2 separate regions of the Capsicum annuum genome follow, and region 1 is linked to region 2. A link is a contact called in public Hi-C data. All regions are on one chromosome and are shown on one strand. The core of a region is the stretch at or near the end of the contact, and the rest is flanking DNA. Distances in the headings are between cores, read along the strand shown. Region 1 overlaps LOC107863480 (E3 ubiquitin-protein ligase SHPRH). Region 2 overlaps LOC107863476.

Region 1 (5,600 bases), core at 1,690-4,189, 320 kb before region 2:
CAATTCGTGTAATTCAAACAAATGAAGCATGGGGAAAGCGAGTTTCAACAATATAAGAACCCTGGAAGCATCCTCAGTAGTCAGATTGATACTATGTCATCTCACCAACACAAGCTTTAAATTCATATAAAAAGACTGAAAGATGGGGTCTCCACCCACAGTCACTTCAGAAATAAATGGAGTGAAAAAAATAACACTATAGGGTAACTTGTGACTCATGCTCAAACCACTTAACGACTGGCTAGATAGATATCCATAGTGCAAGTCGTGACCTTGCTTTTTCAAGGTTTATGTTGCTAATATTAGGAGATGCGGGTTATATTTAATAGGGAAAAGGCTCAAATACGTCATCAAACTATTAGAAATGACTCATTTATGTCATCCGTTAAAGTTTGGCTCATTTATGCCACTACCGTAAAATGTTTGGTTCATCTATGCCATTACCGTTACAGAAAATGTTCATTCATACCATTATTTTTTAACGGTGGTTTTGCAAAACTATTTTGGCCACATTGCCTCTTATTAGAAGTCCACGTCACCAAATCTAAATCAACCAATATTACTTAAAATTAAAACTAAAATTCAGACCCATTGAAATAAAACCCCACCCACACTGTTAAAATAAAAATCGGACCCATTAATTGGGTAGGATGTCGTTCGGGTTTTATTTCAATGGATCCGATTTTTAGTTTTGATTTTAAGTAATATTGGTTGATTTGGATTTGGTAACGTGGACCTCTAATAAGAAGCTACGTGGCAAAAATGGTGTTGCAAAACCACCGTTAAAAAAAAATGGTATGAATGAACCTTTTCTACAACGGCAGTGGCATAGATGAGCCAAACATTTCTAATAGTTCGATGGCATATTTGATCTCTTTCCCTATTTAATATGATAGACAACTCAAGCTATACTACCAATTCAATAATAATGAAGTTTGGATAGGGAGACATACTATAAAACGGTGAACAAGAGTCTTGTGTGCTTGCCCAATTCGATGCACCCTGCCAATGGCTTGTGCCTCTACTGCGGGATTCAGCAATGGCTCAACAAGTATAACATGCTGGGCTTCCAGAAGATTGAGGCCATTGGCTCCATGTTGGATCAGGAGCAACAACACTTGAATGGATCTAGTTTCTGGTTGGTCCATATGTCTTTCGCCATTTTCTTCGACATTGCTGTTGCTGCCTCTGAATTGGTTGATGGCAACATGTGATTTCCTGTGAATGCAGTACATAAGTATAAAACTTGAAAACTAATTTGTCATAGCTCACTACAAGCAACATGAAATATTTAGCCATAAAATCAAGAGTTGCTTCCTTCATGGATTTTAGGAATGAACTATAAACGGGGTGACTTCATTCCAACAATTAGCTTCAGTACGAAGCCTAACACTGCTTAAATTCACAGTAGCATCTTAATTAAGATATAATTAGTGAGCTGAATCAACCAATGTCATAGGAGGATGAAGCAGCAGAAACGCATGAGTGAGTTAATGCTTGTTCTGGACCTTCTACATCATCAAAGTTGGGAAGACAATCTATGAAGTTTAGCTGACTTATCACATCGAGTATGTGGAAAACCATACTCATGCAGCATTGGTTGGATGGTACAAATTGGATACTTTAGCAAGGCTGTGCCAAACTACAACCACAACATATATAATATAGTCGTTTATTGTATAGTCAGAAGCTTGCTCTTTAATACATCAGCTAAAGCACGAAAGAGATGGGCCCTTGGGATGAAAACAGATGAAATCTAGTTCATTTATTTATAAATTTTCATAGATTTTATTCAGGATAGTGATCTGATCATCATATTCGGTTTGGGGACTTCGGAGCAATGAGCAGAATTGACCCACGGGCAATATCCTCAATGAACTGGAAGGAAGTACGTACTCAGCTTTTAGCAGTAGAATTTCTCAACTCAAAACCTTAAAGCCATGAGTTGAGTAGCCAAAGATCATTATAAGCCCTTTGAAATCACTGAATGACTGATATCAAATATCTCAGGAACATATATGAAAAAGAAGAGAGGAAACAAAAGGCTCACACTTCAATCTTAGGCAACTTATCATAAATGTATATGCAATTAATGCAATAAAATGTGTAATGATGAAGAATCCCTTTAACTAAAATCCTACGCAGTACGCATACATGCACTTCGAGCCATTAACAGTCTCTATCGAGATTGTGGCGTAACTATTCCAGGCCGGCGCACTATGGTTGATCTATTAGTGTTGCCAATGTCCGACTTAGATATGTGCAATCTGGTTTTAAAGTCTACATGTCATTGAAGATTCTTTTCGTTTCTCTGTTTTTTTTGGATTTTTTTTTTTTTTTGGGAATTTTTTTCCTAAGAAACCAGGGCCTGAAGGAGAAAGTAGGGTTGATACTCTTGTACTATGTCCGTTTGTAATGTAGATACTCCTACTTACATGTTTGTCATCTGGACCTTTGAACCCACTAAAAAGCAACATTTTAAACACTTTTTCAACGAGTGTAACACACTCACCCCACGTCAGTTGCCATGTCATCTTCCACGTCATTTTTATATGTAAAAAATATTAAATATTAAAATAAATAAATAAATAAAAAGAAAGAAACGCTCCCCCCCTCCCCTCTTTTCTCTTGTTCCCTTTTTCCTCCCCTTTTCTTTCTTTTTTCTCGTCTTTCTCCATCTTCTTTTCTACTCTCGCTTCTCCTTCTTCTTTTCCTTATAAATTTCCATTTTAACAACCTCCATTTTCAGGTGTTTTGGTGTATTGGTTTTGTGATGCTACAGTTTCTTGTGTTTTTTGCTTGAAAATTGTGAGGTGGGGTTAGTGAAATTGTTGTTGTAAAGTTTGTGATTTGGATACTGTAATAGAGAAGTAAAGACTTGACCTTTTGTGGGATTTTCAGGTGTTTTGGTGTATTGGTTTTGGATGGTGTTTGATGCCTGGTGTTTCTTGAGATTTTTGCTTGAAAATCTGAGGTGTGTCAATGAATTTTTGTTGGGAAGTTTGTGATTTAGGTGTTCTTTTGTGGGATTCTCAGCTCTTTCGCTCTATTGGTTTTGCGATACTACTGTTCCTTGAGTTTTTTTCCTTGAAAATCTGAGGTGGGTTGGTGAGATTTTTGTTGGGAAGTTTGTGATTTAGGTGTTTTTTTGAGAAGACTGCAATTGGGTTGGTTGTAATTGCAGCAAAGATTTGGCCTTTGTGGGATTTTTCAGTTGGGGTTGCGATCCTTTAGCTCTATTGCTCGTGGTGTTGATGGCCATAGCAGCCGGTGGGGGTGGGGGATTGGTGGACGGTGGTGGGGGTGGGGGCTAGTGGATGGCGGTGGGAGTGGGGTGGGGTGCGGAGCTGGATGGCGGAGGGGCTGGGGAGGGGGACTTTTTATTTTTTTTTAAACAAATTATTATTTTTTAATTTTAAAAAATATATTTAAATTAACAAAGTTGGGGGACTTTTTTTTTTATTTTTTAAAATTATTTTAATATAAAATTGATCAAAAATTGACCCCCACTCGCATCTCACGCGCGTGTAGTCACGCACTTTGTCCTTGTCAGCCATTTTAATGCCACATAGGTCCGGTCAACGGTCAAAGGGTTTAAAATGTTGCTTTTTAGTGGGTTCAAGGGTCCAGATGACAAATATGTAAGTAGGAGTATCCACATTACAAAACGAATATAGTACAAGGGTCCATTGAATCATTTTGCCTATGTAGAAATATTGCAAGAAAGGACTTTCAGGTAAAGAGGATAGACTTACTAATGTTTGGCTTATATACCATATGAAACAATCTGGCTTATATAAGCTTTTTTGAAACACGTATACAATTGATGCACAACATATTTCTCCAATAGTCAGTTATATTGCTTCACGTGTATAGGGAAGTAAAGATCAGGATGCAACCTGAAGGGGTTCCATAAGATCCGTAGACCTCTTTGTATTGGAATTTATTTATTTACCCCTGGTGTTCGGGCCAGCTTTCACGCACCTCAGCTAATTTCATAGGATACCTGTTCATATCTGCCACCTCCAACTAGCAACAAGTACCTAATAACTCTGTCTACCAAGGTTAGGACAGATGGGAAGAAATTACCTAGCTTTGTATTGCATTACTTATGCAAGATATGACAGTGATTAGTCACTTTAGAGTTTCAGAGATGTAAAGGCACACCATCCTCAAAGATCCGCACTATTATCATTACCATGATTTTCCATTTTCTTTAAAACAAAGACTCTAGCATAATGCAGGAGAGTGTTCCCTTATTTTCCTAGGAAAACATCTATATTTCAACTCTGAAAGAACCAAAAAACATTGATTTACAAGCAAATTATTACCTTCCTCCTTTCATCAGCACAAAAGTTATGTCGTTAGCCACAAACGCATGCTCTAATACATCAAGTACATCATTCCAACTGCTAAAGACAAGAACCTTTGCTGCTGGATTTGTGGAAGTGATCCATAAAATTCTTCTTGTGACAGCTTCAATCTAGAATATAACATTCATCAATTAATTGAAAATGCATTTCAAATTTGTTGTTACATACACATCTTCCTAGTGTCCTAAAACAAATGGCAAAGTTCCATATTCAGTCCAAGATATCAGTTGTCTGTTTGGTTAAGGAATTATGTATTAGAAGTAAAACCAAAACAGCTACAATATGCAATGATTCAACGACATATTTACTCCTAACAAGTTATTGGACTCTCTGTCTAGCAAGTACTTCCTCTTGTTGCAAGGTGCTTGACACAACTTAAACGGAAGAGCTCACCTCCAACAATCTGGTCCGGTATAAGTTATATATTTCACATTATTTGATTTGAAATTTGACTCTGCCTAGCAAGTACTTCCTTCATTTGCAAGGTGATTGATACAACTTAAATGAAAGAACTTCTCCTACTCCAACAATCTAATCTGATATAGATTATATTATTTGATTTGAAATTTTCAAAACTAACTTCCATTCTTCAGTCTTCCCATTTCAAATCATTATCTAATCATTTAATTACCAATTCAATAAAATAAATTTTTTGAATATTCAAACATTGATTTCTGCAATATCCAGACCAAGTCCATACGTATTTACCCTTGTATGGATGAGCTAAGCAACAGTATTCAAATCGAGATACCATGGCATTGGCATATGCTCCTTGCAGACGATATGGAATTAATTCATGAAGCTGGTAAGAGTGTCAATCAAAAGTTGGAACCCGGAGAAGCATTTTACTGAGTAATGAATTTAGGATAAGCAGGAGTGATACACAATACATGCATTGCAACTTACGCCAGATAGGAGCGAAGTTGAGTCGAGATTAGACGGAATTGAGGAACCTAAATGTAAAAAGTTCAGATATCTAGGTTTAATGTTGCAGGGAAATGGAATGATAGATGAAGATGTTATGCACAGATTAAAGTAAGATTGTTGAAATGGAAGCATGCCATGAGAGTGTTATGTGATAGGAAGATACCAAACAAAATGGAAGGCAAGTTCTACAGAACAACCTTAAGGCCAACAATGTTGTATGGGAGTAAACGCTGGGCCTCTACAGCCCAACATATTTGCAAAATAATTGTCTCAGAGATGTGAACGTTAAGACGGATGTGC
Region 2 (5,355 bases), core at 700-3,199:
ACTCCCTTTGTTGGAAATCCTAGACAAGTAAAAAGATAAGAGAGAAGCCCTTCTGGGAAATACTCCCTCCATTCCAAAATAAATGAATTCTTGAGTTATTTTTCAATGTCCAAAATAAATGAATTGTTTATTCTTCGAGAGACATGTTGAAAATTTCTTTCAATTTTACCCTTTCATTTAATGAGGTTCTTAAGTACTTCACATTTTCTAGGAGGGTAATTTAAGAACAATTAAAAGGGTAATAGTGAAAAGTAACCTACAATTTATGTCCTAAAGATTTTTTTAAAGGGATGTGTCATACCCCAACAATTCAATTATTTTGGAATGTGGGGACTAGTAATTAGTTATTACAGAGTACTTATTACTTATTAGTCTTGGATGGTAAGTCATTGATATTGTCTTCATTATGGGCCGCTCTCCTAGAAAATTTTGATTTCATCGGACTAGGTGAGCTTCAACTAATCATTTTCTGACCCATAGATTGTTATTTCTACACAGGATTTAGATACAGAAATCATTGTTGCTGCTGCCAGGGACACAAATACCAATGCTACCACCGTTGCTGCCAATGTAGCATTCGATGAGAGACAGATGAATGCACTATATCTGGACGTGGTAAAGCAGTTTTAGCTGTAGTATTAATCTATAGCTGTGGCTTTGTGCTGCAAAATTATGGCGTAACCAAAGTCAAGACACCCTATCATTTTCCTGTTTGGTCTTAAGTTTGCACGATTAATAAAAACAAGGCTATTTGCCTAGAACACCACGTACTCTTCTACTTTTCTTCTTCCTCTGGTACTCAAGATGTCCTAATATTAGGCTTAATTATGTGAAATGGAGAGTATATTAGATCTCCAGTGCCGAATGTCGAATAAATGCAGCAAAAAGAGTTGCATTTTGTGCTCTAGAAATATTTTATCATACAAAATGCTGAACTAGTACATAGACTTGAAATACAGATGTTTATAACTTTTTTCACTTTGGTCTAAGATGCAGAATGTTTATGATACTGGCATCTTATTTGTATTCCTTAGTCCCCTCCATTCATAAAGGGACGCAGTTTTTGCTTGTACATATTCATGCATTTTCTAGATGCACATGTGGAATTAGATACTTACAGATCAAAGAAATAAAATAAAATGCTGTTATATCTCTCCTTGTTGACTTTGTAACCTCTATTTTCTGATCCATGTTCTTCAATGCTTGGCAGGTCAGAGTTGGTGAATCTTACGGATTGAAATTTCCTCGTGAGTTTGCCCTTCTAATGAAGCAACTTCTCTATTTTGACCGCTACACCAGATTGTTAGCTCCAAATATGAACATGTATCGAGATCGGAGGATTAAGCTCGTTTCTAATCAAAGACAAAGGAACATATACCAATGATGATTGTAAGTCACAAGAAGAGAATGCTGGCCTTCCTGAGTTTTTCTAATATACTGTAACCTATCAAAAGACAATATTTTCAAAAATACTGTATATAATACCAAACTTCATATCAACTATAGACAACACAGAAAGGGGAAAAGAAATTGTATCTGTTCTGATGTATGATGTTGGTTGATGTGTATCCCATATTTGTGGCAAGAGAAATTTGAAATAAAACTTTGAACTCTTATTCATTCTTTGCTCTAATAATGTCTTTGGTTCACAACGGAAACTTGGTACATTTACCATACGATCATCAACTAGGATATGCCTGATGGCTAACTAATTGACGGGATGTAATTAAAGCCGTAACCAATATTATCCAAACCCATTCCAAGTAATAGTAGTAAAACTTTGACCTGTTGGCCCTTCATTTTTCTAGCGATAAGAATGTTGTAACCGTCGTTTTGTAAGACCATAATGAAATCACAATTTTTCCTCTTCTAGGCAAACATGATCCTCTGGTTTTTTTCCCGAACATGATTGGTCTTTCAAAGATGCTTTGCGTTGCTTCGTTTTTTGGTTCCTTCTTCCATGGTGCTACTCTCTGGGTGACGGGGGTTGTATAATGGGTTTAATTAAACCCATCATTTTCGGAACGGAGCATAGAAATATATGTGCAAAATCATAAAATCTGAACCCAAACTATTGAAATATAAGAATCGAAAGAAAATTACAGCAAAAAAAAGACAAAAAATTGAAAAGAATTTTCTTCTCCTTTTTCTTGAATGAATAATAACTTTGTACAATGACCTGTACATATAAGTAAAGAGTTGACTTAAAGACTCCTAAATAAGGTACAAAATAACTAAGGGTATACACTTCTAAATAAGGTAGGAAATACTACTTAATGATATACAAAAGATTTACCTAGGGTATACAAAAGAAATAAAATAATATGTACAATGATTTGTAGAAGTTGGGACGAAATCAGCATGTTAAGGCAGGCCCAAGCCAAGTAGTCCATCATCGAATAATGTTGAGGCTAGCCCAAGTCATGTACTGCAACAGATGAATAATGAAACAGGTGGACAAACCCAGTCCAATGAACAAAAATAATATTATCTCAATACACCCCTCAAGGTGGAGGGGACCAACGGACACCCAACTTGCCCAAAACACTGTGATGAAGAGGACCGATGAGTGATTTTGTAAATAAATCAGCTAATTGAGAGGAATATGGAATAAATGAAAATGAAATAAGCCCATCTAAAAACTTTTGTCGAACGAAATGACAATGAATCTCAACATGCTTTGTTCTCTCGTGGAACATGGGGTTCTTAGCAATATGTATTGCCGCATGACTATCTGAATAGAGAGGCACAGGCAAAGATATTGGAATAGAGAGATCTTGAAAGAGATGAACCAATCATGTGAGCTCGCAATATGCGCCTCATAAAACGATATTTAGCCTCTGTGGAGCTAAGAGAAATAGAGGTTTGCTTCATTGACTTCCAAGAGATTAGAGAACCCCCAAGTGATATATAAAATTCACCAATGAATTTTTTTAAATTTGGACAAGTTTCTCAATTCGAGTCACAAAAGGCAAGCAACTAAAAAAAAAAGACATTAAGAAAAAGGATCAAACCTGATTCCTTCGATAAGTAATAAAGAACACGTAATGCGGCAGTGAGATAAGGTAGACGAGGATCTTGCATGAATTGTCTAAGATGTTGAACAGTGAAGACAAGATTTGGCCTTGTGTGAGTAAAGTAATTAAACTTACCAAGGCGATATCTATATACAGTTGGATTAGGAATAACATTCGCATCACTTAAACTTAGATTTATTGTAGAATTGAGAGGGGATAAATTAGGTGACATATGTGTGACATCAAATTCTTTTAGGAGTTCAACTGTGAACTTTCATTATGAAAGTATGATGTCCTGAGGTTCCCTCAATACCTCCATGCCTAAAAAATGTAAATCTCCCAAATCTTTGATTCTAAACTCCTCATATTGAAATAATTTCAATGTGTGCAACTCTACATCATCATTACCGGCCAAGATAGCGTCATCGACATATACTGCTATTATTGAAATGGATGAGTCAGATGAGTGAATCCTTTAAAATTAAGAGCAGTTGTGAGCCTTGAGTACCATTGCCTAGAGTCTTGACGAAGTCCATAAATAGATTTTTTAAGCTTGCAAACATAAGATGGTGATGATGGAACTGTCCCATCAGGGAACTTCATGTAGGCTTCCTCATGGAGATCTCCATATAAAATGCATTATTAACATTCAATGGATAGATCTCTTAACCTCTTTTGACAGTTGTAGCTTAAAGACATCGAATAGTAGTTATTTTGATAACTAGAGAAAAAGTCTCATTAAAATCAATATTGTTCTTTTGTATGTCTCCCCTGATCACTAACCTAACTTTTAACCTTTCAATGATGCCCCCACTATGTACATTGACTTTGTAAACTCACTCACAAGATAAAGCTTTTTTGTTTCTAGAGGGGGTGGGGGTAGCTGGACCACGTCCCAAGTATTGTTCTATGCAAGAGCATGGAGTTCTTTGTCGATGGCTTCTTTCTAATCCTTATGCAATACAACTTAATTATAATTGATAGGTTCTAAAATATTAGACAAGGAATTCAACATATGTTGATTATTGAAAGATAGATTTGTGATAGAAACAGAGACTAGGTATATATGAGATGAGAAACAAGAAGAGTTAACATTAGCCAGGTACATAGAGTTGCAAATATAATCTTCTAGATGACTAGGAACTTTGTGTTCCCGAGTTAATCTCTTGAGTGAGGAAATATTATCTGAGAGAGAAACAGAAGGATATATCGGATCCATGACAGCAGAATGAACATGAGGTTGTACCTGATTCATAACATTATAAGGAGCAGAAAATTGTACCTGATCCACAGTAGTGGATGCAGGAGGAAAAGTAGAAGTGATACATGATGGAGATGACATTCTTTGATCAGTGTTAACATTATCATCAAAATCATTAACTAGGATTGATGTATGGACTGAAAAGTAGGAGTCATTAGATTTATAAAAAACAAAGGGAAAGACATTTTCATGAAATATAACATCTCTAGAAATGATGATTTTCTAAGTATCAAGAACTAATATTTTATAACCTTTCTTCTCATGTGGATATTGCGAAAAAGCACATGCAGTAGCCTTTGGTGCCAACTTATACCTTTGAGAGGATAGAGTGGAGACAAAAAATAAGTATCCAAAGCATTTGAGATTAGAATAGCTAGGCGTGGTCTTAAAAATGACTTTAAAGGGTGTTTTATTGTTAATAATTTTTAAGGAAATCTATTGATTAGATAAGTTGCATCCAAAAGATATTCACTCCAATGTTGAATGGGCAGATATGACTGGTACAAAAGAGCCCTAGATATTTCTAACAAATGTCTATGTTTTCTTTCCACCACATCATTTTATTGTGGAGTACATATACATGAATTTGATGTTGTATCCCTTTAGAAACAAAATATTTTGACTGTATTGTGTCATTTCCTAACTCAAGAACATTGTCAAATCTTACTACGTTCTCCTTGATTTTAAATTATCTTTCAACTATAGTTAAGAAAGATTTGAGGATTGTAAATGCATTTAATTTATTGCTTAACAAAAAGGTTTATGTTCCTCTACTAAAATCAACCACAATGATAAAAAAGATTTTATACCCATCATATATTGGTTCTTTATATGGTCCCCAACTATCAATATATACGAACTTAAAAGTACCTCTTGTTGAGATGTTACTAGTAGAAAGGGATAGCTTGACTTGCTTACCATAAAACAAATTAGACAAGGAGTATCAAAATTTTGACTAGAAGAAATGAAATAAAAAGGAACATTTCTCATATTACTCAAAGGCATATGCCCCAATCTAAAATGTCATAATTTTTTTTATTTTTTTTTAAAATCAAACAAAGCAAAACATGAACTAGA

The links. Hi-C and Micro-C count contacts between places; a contact is called where the count stands out from the background.
Region 1: a contact with region 2 is called in a Hi-C map of leaf, with 3 times the contacts expected there. The contact joins two enhancer-like sites. A contact is called at or near these places in 4 of 5 Hi-C or Micro-C datasets (bud, leaf and placenta).

The regions. Positions count from the first base shown.
Region 1 is chr3:146,701,315-146,706,914 of UCD10Xv1.1, reverse strand. It overlaps LOC107863480 (E3 ubiquitin-protein ligase SHPRH), which reads right to left. Exons shown (of 20, transcript XM_016709408.2): 18 at 4,332-4,483; 19 at 954-1,218. Among protein-coding and RNA genes, the nearest start is that of LOC107863480, 42 kb to the right of the region's middle. Within about 2 kb of position 2,939, at least 4 of the 5 cell types and tissues checked have an H3K27ac peak or open chromatin away from gene starts, as enhancers often do. A contact at or near this core is called in bud and leaf, where this site is marked.
Region 2 is chr3:146,379,740-146,385,094 of UCD10Xv1.1, reverse strand. LOC107863476 reads left to right here. Exons shown (of 12, transcript XM_016709404.2): 11 at 499-615; 12 at 1,211-1,620. The coding sequence ends at 1,384. Among protein-coding and RNA genes, the nearest start is that of LOC107863476, 9.7 kb to the left of the region's middle. Within about 2 kb of position 1,949, at least 4 of the 5 cell types and tissues checked have an H3K27ac peak or open chromatin away from gene starts, as enhancers often do. A contact at or near this core is called in bud and leaf, where this site is marked.